Linked DNA regions of Mus musculus: region 1 is linked to region 2. A link is a contact called in public Hi-C data. All regions are on one chromosome and are shown on one strand. Each heading gives the region's core, a stretch centred on a gene start, on an enhancer-like site or on the middle of the called end of the contact. The rest is flanking DNA. Distances are from core to core; before and after follow the strand shown. Region 1 has its middle 160 kb from the start of Gm46016. Region 2 overlaps Gm46016 (a long non-coding RNA gene).

Region 1 (5,058 bases), core at 2,439-4,938, 150 kb after region 2:
TCAAATCTAGAGAGTGCTCCGACTCCTGGGTTCAGGAGCTCTCGGTGCAGGAACAGCCTGTCAGCTTGCACCTCAAAAATAAAATAAAATAAAATAAAATAAAATAAAATAAAATAAAATAAAATAAAATAAAATAAAATAAGATAAGATAAGATAAAATAGTCTCTTGGGAAATTGTGCCACTAGAGAAGGTGGGACATGGTAAGAGAAGGTGGGAGATGGTGGGAAGAGGGAGATGGGGGCAGCCTGCTCTATGGCACAACATCTTGCTTTATTCTTCACTCCTCTTTCAATCTTGGCTTCTGCACTACACAAACCTACAGCCTATAACATCCCATATTCCTTCCTGGCACACTGGGTTGAGCAACCATAAATGGAAACTATAAACGAGACAACCCCCACCTGCCCTTAGTTGTTTTTGCCAGGTCCCAGGAACGAGAAGTGTGACTGACTGTCACAGAATGAGCTTGCTTGTTCTATGACGTCACAGAAGGAAAGCAGGAGAGTCTTTCCTTTTCCTAAATCTCAACCTTTGAGGGGCTGGGGAGAGAGCTCAGTGCTGAAGATCCCGTACTGTTCTTGCAGAGGATCCAAGTTCTGTTCCCAGCACCCACTTTGGTGGGTCATGGCTGTCTGCAACTCTAGCTTCATGGGATATTCCACCCTCTTCTGGTCCCTATTGGAACTGCACCCACACACCATACATACATATACATATATACATACATATACAATACATACATATACATATACATCATATACATACACATATACATCATCATAATAAAAACTAAGCTAAATCTCCATCTTCAAGGCTGGACCTTTTGAACACTCTAATATAGTAAAGGTTAGGTAGAGATGTCTTCAGTTTGGATCAGTCAGAGATACCTGAGTGACCTTTGAGCTTTCAAGCTGGGGCTTTGCTTCTTCCAAAGAAGAGCACCATTTTTAAATTAAAGAACAGCTGACAAACTACGGGTGCTCAAACTTGACTGCTTGGCAGACGTGATCTGGAAAATGAACAAATTAATTCTGTCACTTCCAAGAAAATAACTGACAATGTTTGTTGCCAATGATAAAATTCAAGAATTTTGAATAAAAAGAAAAAAAAAACCTTGTATGAGCGACCGTGTGCTTGATGGCTTCCCAACACTTAGAGATACCAATGAATATGATCTTTGGGGGACTGTATAATAACAAATTATGTCAACTCTGGAAGATCTGAGCATCTCACAAGACATATTTTTCAAGAAATGAATTTTAGATGTCACAGAACTGTGCAAGGGCTGAGTATTCTTTCAAATGCTAAGCCAGAGGGCTGCTTTTTAATACTCCACACTACGAGTGTTCATCAACTTTCAGAGTCCGCACTGCGACTGACTTGAAGCCACCTGCTGTTGAGTTTGGATGTAGCATCAAAGGAGAGCATCCAGAGTGGCCAGCGAAGGCTGTCAATACACATGTTCCTTCCTTGACTTGGACTGTCTTGAAAGATGCCACACGTGGTGAAGCGCTGGAGGTGAAACAGATCAGAGATGTGACGGGCGTGTATTGAGCTAGAGGTTCACAAAAAGGAGCAATGCTTCATTCTTGCCACTGACCTTTAGTTTTTGTTTTTGTTTTTTTGAGACAGGGTTTCTCTGTGTAGCCCTGGCTGTCCCGGAACTCACTCTATAGACCAGGCTGGCCTCAAACTCAGATATCTGCCTGCCTCTGCCTCCCAAGCGCTGTGATTAAAGGCATGCACCACCACGTTTTGGACATCCAGTTTGTGCCCTGAAGATGCTCTAGACGTGGGAGCAGGCAGTGGGCTTCTTCCTACAGATGAATACACCTTAGGTGAATAGGCCAGCATCTCCCGCAGCTCTGCTTCCCTGCTCAGGAAATGCAATTTTGAGCCTCAATGATGAGCCTTCATTTTAAAATTTAATTCTACGTTTTGGAGAATTCCACGTGAGTACAATGTGTTTACATCACTTCCACCCCTCTAATTGCTTGCTCCAGTTTCTTATGGTCCTTCTGTATTCCCATATCCCCTTCTAGTATTCAAGGCTTCTTCTAGAATTGTCACTGTATATATTTATACAGTCTACTGAGTCCAATTCATGTTTACACACACACACACACAAACATGTACACACACACACATGTACACATGTACACACACATATGTACACACACACGTGTGCACAAAGACATGTGTGTGTGTAATCTACTGAGTCCAATTAGTGTTTACACACACACACACACACACACGTACACACACACACACACACACATATAGACACATAAAAATGCATATGCACACACACAAGTATAATCTATTGAGCCCAATCATGTTGCTCATACATAAGTGTGTTAGGAATGGTCGCTTAGGCTTGTGAACCCTGTGAGGTCACTGGCCCTTGAATAAATGAATTCTCCCACTCTCAGCAACCATTGACTGTCTGTAGTTCTTTATCTAGGGATGGGGCCTTATAAACTCACCCCCACCCCAATTCACGTTGACAGCTTGACTGGTATGGTCTTCTACAGGCAACCATATTATTGAGATCTCATGTGTGCAGCATCTCTTCCCATGTTTAGAACTCTCTCTCTCTCTCTCTCTCTCTCTCTCTCTCTCTCTCTCTCTCTCTCCCTCCATTGTCCCCTGTGCCCCATTCTGAGATGTTCTCACAGCTTTAAGTATGGAGGTTATTTTACAGAGACCCCCCCACATTGGGCTGGACACTCCATGGTCAGCTATCCTCTGGCTGTTGGCCAGTTGTGGATCTTAGAAATAGCCTCCATTGGGTGCAGAAAGAAGTATGTTTGGGGAAGTGTGAGAGCTACCTTTATTCAGAAAGTATGCCAATGTAGCTTTTGGGTCCATGACTGACTGCCGTCATTACAAATTCCAGAGTCAAAATGTTGTCGAGTTGCAGATCTAGAACAGAGATCTCGGTGTTCTCATCAGAACAGTAAGAGATTTGTAAGTAAGCATTCCCACATTCATGGACCACCCCAAGATCAGGACTTCTGGGGACCACGTCGTGTGTGACATTTTGGTGAAGCTTTCCTGAGTATATGAGCTGTGAAGTGGGTCTAGAAGCCATGCCATGCAGCTGATACCTGGCTCGCATTTGGGGAGATGGAGTATATTTGAACAAAAACTGGTGTCTGCCCTCAATGGCAGCTCTTGTCCAGACCATCACTCTGTATTGATGTAATACATGGCTGGAGGAAGGTAGCTGTGGGATTCACATTCCATGGGAGATTCTGGCTTACCATGGCACGTCTTTCTTTCACTTCAAATTAGCAGTCAAGATGCCTGTGGAGCCCGGCACGCTGTTTATCTTCTGGGTAGCGCCATCCGTTGTACCAGCTGTTTGCTTGAAAACTGACTCCACAGCTCACTGAAGACAAACTAGCACCCCAGCTGCCTTGGAACCATGAATGTCACAGGCACAGTGAAAGACAAGGGGTGGCTGGGGTGACCAGAGGGGAAGAGCACCACTGGGCCAGCTAGCAGAGTCTAGAGAGCTTGGGCTTGTGACGTTGAGAAAAGGGTGCCCTTCTGATGGAATGCTTTCAGCTAGGGGTTATAATGAGTCTCCTCTGCTCCTGGACACATTATTGCTAGATGCTATTCTGGGCCATTGGCCTAAAAGCCTCAGAAGCAACAGAGGGAAAAAAATGCTGGCCTATTTCCTTATGAGTCATAAGCATCAAATCTTTTCATTCTGACCAACCATTGGCTGGGATGGCACATTCTGGATCTAGAGGCCACTGTCGTCTTTCCTTCAGAGCTGCAAGATAGATTTGGAAGGCTGGGTGCTGGGACAGTCTCTCTGCTCTTCTCCTAGTGTGAGAATTTAGCAGACTTTTTTTTTTTTTTTTTTTTTTTTTAGCACCACATCCAGGCCATCTTGGGCTCCTCTCTTCTCTGACTTGTTCAGTAGCTCAGGATGTGTTAACGTTCCTTTGTCCTATTAATTGAGTGTGAGTGATGTCTTTGGGCGTTGATAAATGCAAAGCCCACTTCTTCCTCTTAAAGATGGAGTTCTTCTGGTTGCATCTCCTCCATCACGGTCACCATCCTCAGCGTCCCCAGCATCTCACTAGAGAGGAGGCATGACAGGTGCATCTACCCAAATCCCCTCTGCACTCTAGCCCCTTTCTGGGACTCAGATAGCACATAGCAAGAGAGCTGACCAGGCAACGAGGGCAAGAGACTGGACCGAGGAGGGTGCCTCCTTATTGGGCCAGCCCATTGATTTTGTATTCAGATATACCAAGCATACAATTACCATGACTGTAGTTACAAACCTCATATTTGAGAGTCTTTTTATGGGTCACTTAGGATAAAGTACTTATACAAACGGCAAGTGCTTGGCTAGGACTTTTCTCCATGCATCAGGAGGTGAGTTCATTGGGAACAATAGAGGCGAGTGCCCTGGACTGCAGGCCCTCTCCAATGGATAATCCCGGTGATGCCTCTGACAGTCTCGCTTTAGATTTTGATTTATGTTCTTCTAAAGCTAAAATCAAAGATTCCATCTAGTGCTATTTTATGGCAGCTGAGATGATGAATGGCGGAGTCTCTCAGCCCAACGAAGCTGCTGTGTCTTTGCCCCTGGATTTTAATTGCTAAAGTAGCCAGTCATTGCTCAGAATTCAATGGGAAGCGGACTTGGGAAGCTGTGGAGATGGTGTTTGGGAAGAGAAAAATAACGGGGAAACAGGAGTCCTCAGGTTTCTCTTTAATCATTCATGGGTTAGCCAGGGTTAGCAAAGAAGAAAGCAAGTAGAGTCGTCTACATTCAATTAAACTTTTAAGTGCAAATTAAACATGCATATTTCATGTTTATAAATTGGTTAGACTATAACGTGACTTTTCTTTAGGAATCAGGCATGCCCTGGTGTCGTTTCTGTTCGACGGTCAGGTGGGTTACTTAGTCTAGGACGACCCAACCAGTCCCTTTCTGTCCCATTTGGCTTACGTCAAACCTTCTGGGTTAACTTTTGGTTATTGTGGGGGTATTATAAACGAGGCTGCTGACCACTGTGGCGGTGGCA
Region 2 (5,431 bases), core at 1,923-4,422:
TGATGGGGAACTTTGAAGCCTAAATAAACCCTTTTCTCCCTTAGTTTCTTTCGGTCCTGGTGTTTTATCACAGCAATAGATTCCTAAAGACAAAGGGTGAATGATAAAACGAACACTGTAATTTAACAACACAGCGTGCGCGTGCGCGCGCGCACACGCACGCACGCACGCACGCACGCACGCACGCACGCACGCACACACACACACACACACACACACACACACACAGAGGCATATACAGGCTCACAGAAGCATACATGGAATAATTTAAGCACAATTACAAGTTAGGATCACAAAGTTCACATTTTTGCGTTTACATGCTTAAACGAATGTACTGTTCTCAACATTTCCTACAAGGGGCATATTGTCATTTTGCAAGCCAAAAGACAGAAACCCATCCCTGAAAACATTCCTCTCCTTTGTTTTTAGAGGCAAAGTCCTGGGAATTTGTTTTTGAGATCTGGGACAAGGATTCAGGACTTGCCTGTGAAGCTCCCCACCCCGACAATCCTTAATTAGCAGCCCATGATGGAGAACAGCTCACCAGGCTGAGTGGTGGGAGTAGAGCAGCTGCTGAGGAGGACCAGGAAGCTTAATCAATGTGGGACACATGATCCGCACGGTGGTGGAGCAGCCTGATGCATCCCTCTCCATTGACATCATGTCAATAGCAGAGCTGGTGTTGAACTGTATACATATGGCACTTGAGCTGCAGGCCCCTGGACCCTTAGAAGAGAACACGGACAGAACCCACAGATTGGCATCTCTGGCCCTCTGGCCTATTGGGGTTTATACTGTGGCTAGAAGTCCATGTTCCCTTCCCTGCCACCAAAGTGACCAACTTCTGGATGGGAGGCTTGGAGCCACATATATCCCTTTCTGCAGGTGGGTGTGCTATTTAGGTGGGTAGTGAAAATGCTTTGGGGGTATGTGAGGAAGTGGGTCTCCTTCCAAAACTTCAGAATCAACCCCGTGCACGTTAAATAGTTGGGGATGGGAGGACCTAAAGCTTTGGCCTTGCCTCTTCTCCTCCCTCCCTCCCTCCCTGTTAGCTTAGTTAACAAATAGATAATAGCCAGGGCTCCTGGTCTCTGGTAAGATGACCCCTGAGCCGAACTGGTCCTCCTTTGTACCAGTCTCTTCTCTCCGAAGGAAACCAGAATGGTCCTTCTAAAACTCGGGCTTGCCCATGTCATCTGGGAGCTTTACACTTCAGTGACTTTCTGTGCCCCTAAGATGAAGAGTCCTTTGTGACTCAGCAAGGCTTGTCCCTCTGAGAGTTGTCCTTTTCCACCAGTTCACCCTCCACGCTGATGATGCTCAGTGAGTCCTGTGTGTGCATACATATATGTGTGTGCACATGCATGCATGCTGAGTCTGTCACTTGCTGAGTACACATTATGACAGAGCTATACTCCACCTAATTCTCATTAGCTCAGTACCTTATTTTCTTTCTGGAAATTTCTTTAATACTTACTTTTATATTATGTATATGATTCTTTTGTCTGCACCATGTGTGTGCCTAGTGCCTGAGGAGGCCAGAAGAGAAAGTCAGATCCTCTGGAACTAGAGATTACAGATGGTTGCAAACCACCATGTGGGTGCTGGGAATTGAACCTGGGTCCTCTTGAAGAGCAGAGTAGTCAGTGTTCTTACCCACTGAGCCATCACCCCAGGCCTTCCTTAATTTCTTAAGACTCACCTGGGTCTCCTTACCACACACATATTTTAGCACTTTAGAGTCGTTTAAATCCAGGGTCTGGTTCTGAAGTTTCTCATTTAGTAGCCCCTTTCTCTTGTTCCAGTTGGAGTCCTCCGATGCTGGGTCTGTCTAGGTCAGTATCTAGCATAAGTCTTCAGAGGGACACATGATGGCTCAGTGTCCCTCTGAAGACTTATGTGTTCAGGGCATGGACTCTGTATGGACCACTATGAACTGTGGGCCACTCAGGGGCATGTCTTTGAAGGGCTCCTTCTAGCATATTCTATCTCTTTGTCTCCCTGTCTCTTTCTCTCCCTCTGTCCCTCTCCTTACTCCTCTCTCAAGTGGACTGATCATGGGCTGAACTTTTGGAAACTGAAGGCTCGAATAGATCCTGAAGTTGTTCCTCTCCAGTACTTTAAGTAACACTTGGCCTATCATAGATACTCAATTTATTGAGCCAGTGGTTGAATGAATGGCTACGTCCAGTGAGGAAGGCAAGGCTCCTCTTTCACAAGGGGACAAACACATGGCCTGCAACCAAGGGGAGGTCTTGTAGGAGGCAGGGAGGTAGAAAGGTGATGAGTTTCTTCTGCCTGGCTGCAGGTGATTCCATGGCCTGAGAACCCAGTGAACCAACTCAGAGGGGTCATGACTGAAAGGAGTGAATTGGCCTGAGCCAGGCTGACTCCATGACAGGCTGCAAACCAGTAGTTCAGGAGACCAGGCATGAGTTTCTACTTCCTGGAACTGGGCAAGTCAGTTACTGGAACAACTGCAGGCTTATTTACCCCTCCCCAGCTTGGACAGTTAGCCAAGCTCATAGTCAAGAGTTAGGCCAAGAGCTAACCTCCCTTGAATAAAGCAAAAATAGTCAAAGATGCTTGAAGCAAGACTAACCAATCATAGCATCACCCAGTACCCCCAGAGATAGAACCCACCAATCAAGATATAGATCACCTATCCTTCCCTAAGGTTCCTCTTACTGGCTTTAAAACTGAATCTGTGAATTCAGTTGTGGTCCTTCCTTCCTGATGGAATTGGGCCTCTGAATGCAGGAAATAAATATTCTTTGCTTTTACATACTATTTGAGTCTGGGGTATCATTCTTCAGTGATTCACGGACCCCAACAGTGACCAGAGAGTGTTCTGTGTGCTCAAAAGCCTGGGCTTCAACTCATAGACTCAGCAGTCCGAGCAGACTGAACAACTAAGTGTTCAGGAATGTGTCACTGCCATGTCAGACTCTACTGGTAATTGCAAAATGCCTACTGTGTGCTGGCACTGGATACCTCAGAGGCTTTGGAAACTATATCCTAGTCCTCCCTTGGGCCCACGCCCCCTGTACAGTGTCAGTGCCTTTAATGGTCTCCTGACAGCCAGGCCTTGAAGATGCAGCTGAACCTGGCCAGCAGGGGTGGGAGACTGGCCCTGCCATCAGCAGTACCATATGCCCACGGCTTAGTCTATTCCAGTCATGTCCCTGGGCTGCCCAGCTGTCAATGCTATAATTACGCAGCCACAGCCGCGGGAAGTGTGTGGTTGTGGGGACCCTCCGGTCTCCTTAGAACTTTACAACTGTTGTTACAGCTTATCAGGACACAGCCCGCCTTCTGTTGGTCTCTTGAAAACTGCTGTAATTCCCATCCATCACATGGGCAAGCCAGCTGCTGCAGGGGCAGCAGCCAGGAGGGGGGGCCCTTGCACTCCCCCCAGTGTGCTGGCCCTGACCTTGGGGAAGCTAGCAGCCTACACCAAGGGCCTGTCTTGGAGTGATTTGGGTCAGCTCTTTGCTCTGGTTCAGGTGTGACTGCTTTCTATGTGGACTGTGGCTCTGATCTGCTTGGATCTGACCTGGGACCGTGAACTTCCTTAGTCAAGGGCTCAATACATGACACAACCCTTCTGCCGTCAAAAGCTTTATGTTAGATTTTAAAAATGTTCTTTGTCTCCATGGCTAGAGAGATGGTTCAGAAGTGAAGAGCAGTGGCTGCTCTTGCAGAGAACCTGGGTTGGATTCTCAGAACCCACACACAGCTTCAGGGTCGCCTGTAATTTTGGGGATCCAAACGCCCTCTTCTAGCTTTTGTGGGCATTACATGTGTGTGCTACACAGGCATAGATGCAGGCAAAATACTCGTATGTGTAATATAAAATAGAATAATGAAAAAGTATTTTTCCCAGCGTAGAAGACAGATGTGGTAAAACTTTAATGGAAGGAGCTAATGTGCACTGGCTGTCTATGACATTGTAATAGTTGTAATATGATTGATTATATCAAAATGGTACCATGAGCTAAACATAGGATTTTCACTCAGCAGGTAAGAAACCCAACTCTGAGTGACTTACCCAGTGTCCCAGGGCTAGCTATGGGGGAGGGAGCTGGAGTTTGTTGGGATTTCAAACTAGTGAAGACCTTTTAGACCCTCACATTTGCTCCATTTCAGGACGATTTAAAAATGCAAAAGCAGAAGAAAATCACCAAGAATTCCCCTTTCAAGAGAGCACACGTTACCACCTCGTGTCTATTTATTGTGCTTTCTTCCATAATTATGACAAGACTGGCAATCAAATTTGCCTTGTGCTTTTAAAACAGATATTTTCATGTATTCGTTTTTTATATGGTGGGGTTTGTTGCTCTATATGAACCCCCACCCCCTTGGTTGCTCATTGGGCTGTAGCCATGCTTTTTGGAGTGGAAAAAATGTGACTGAGGAATTGACATTGTGAGGAGAGGAGAAGAGAGGAGAGAAGAGGAGAGAAAAGGAGAGAGGAGAGGAGAGGAGAGGAGAGGAGAGGAGAGGAGAGGAGAGGAGAGAAAAGGAGAGAGGAGAGGAGAGGAGACGAGAGGAGGGGAGAGGAGGGGAGGGGAGGGGAGGGGAGAGAGGGGAGGGGAAGACTGGAGAGGAAGGGGAGAGGGAAGAGAGGGGAAGACTGAAGAGGAGGAGGGAGGGGAGGAGGGGTAGGAAAGGGGAGAAGAAAGAAAAGGAGGGCAGGGAAGAAGGGGAGGGGAGAGCAGAGGCATGGAGGGGGTAATTGCCTCTTACTGGAGTTTGTAATGCAGCATTGAATGTACTCTCCTAGCAGCTCGGTGGTGAAATGGGGGCACAGATCAGTGGCTGTGCACCCCTTCCTTGCAGATACAGGAGATAAGAGTTAGAGACTGAAACAAATCACCCTGGGCACACTGCTGACCTGTAACAACACCGGAATGCGAGCCAATATCATTTTGACACATGCTTTTGACCCTTAGTTCAGACTTTGACTCTGAAGATTTTCACCAATTGTATTCTGGCTTTAGTTTGGGAGATGTACTTCTGTAGGGTGGATTTGCAGCTCAGAGAGGTTTAATGATTTTAAGATGAGATGGACGCATGTATTATTTATGTTATTCCTGTTATATTTCCCTCTTGCCAGCACCGAATCTGATCCCTGGGTCCGTGGGTAGGGATCTCACCAGCCCCCAGTTCTTAATGGCTGGTGACAATCCACAGCCTTTCTTTCGAATGCTCTGTGCCTGTCAGGCGTCAGCCAGGTTCTGCTCCAGGTGTCCTCACTCTGGGACCATTGAGTGAACAGCATGGCATCTCCAATGGGCAGCCAAGTGATGGAACCCAGAAGTCAGAAAAAACACTGCTGCTCAGAGCTCATTGGCTGGCAAAAGTCATACAACCTCATCCCCACTCACAGACATGAAATAGTATCTTCCCTGTATCTTTCAGTGAGATA

What was found. Hi-C and Micro-C count contacts between places; a contact is called where the count stands out from the background.
Region 1: a contact with region 2 is called in a Hi-C map of myocytes, with 2.3 times the contacts expected there. The contact joins two enhancer-like sites. A contact is called at or near these places in 2 of 484 Hi-C or Micro-C datasets (myocytes and nephron progenitors) and 2 of 115 datasets of contacts at active chromatin or transcription factors (embryonic stem cells and neural progenitor cells).

What each region holds. Positions count from the first base shown.
Region 1 is chr7:36,324,728-36,329,785 of GRCm38.p6, forward strand. No RefSeq gene overlaps it. Among named protein-coding and RNA genes, the nearest start is that of Gm46016, 160 kb to the left of the region's middle. Within about 2 kb of position 3,689, at least 7 of the 459 cell types and tissues checked have an H3K27ac peak or open chromatin away from gene starts, as enhancers often do. A contact at or near this core is called in myocytes, where this site is marked.
Region 2 is chr7:36,174,914-36,180,344 of GRCm38.p6, forward strand. All of the region lies in intron 1 of Gm46016 (a long non-coding RNA gene), which reads left to right. Among named protein-coding and RNA genes, the nearest start is that of Gm46016, 6.3 kb to the left of the region's middle. Within about 2 kb of position 3,173, at least 6 of the 459 cell types and tissues checked have an H3K27ac peak or open chromatin away from gene starts, as enhancers often do. A contact at or near this core is called in myocytes, where this site is marked.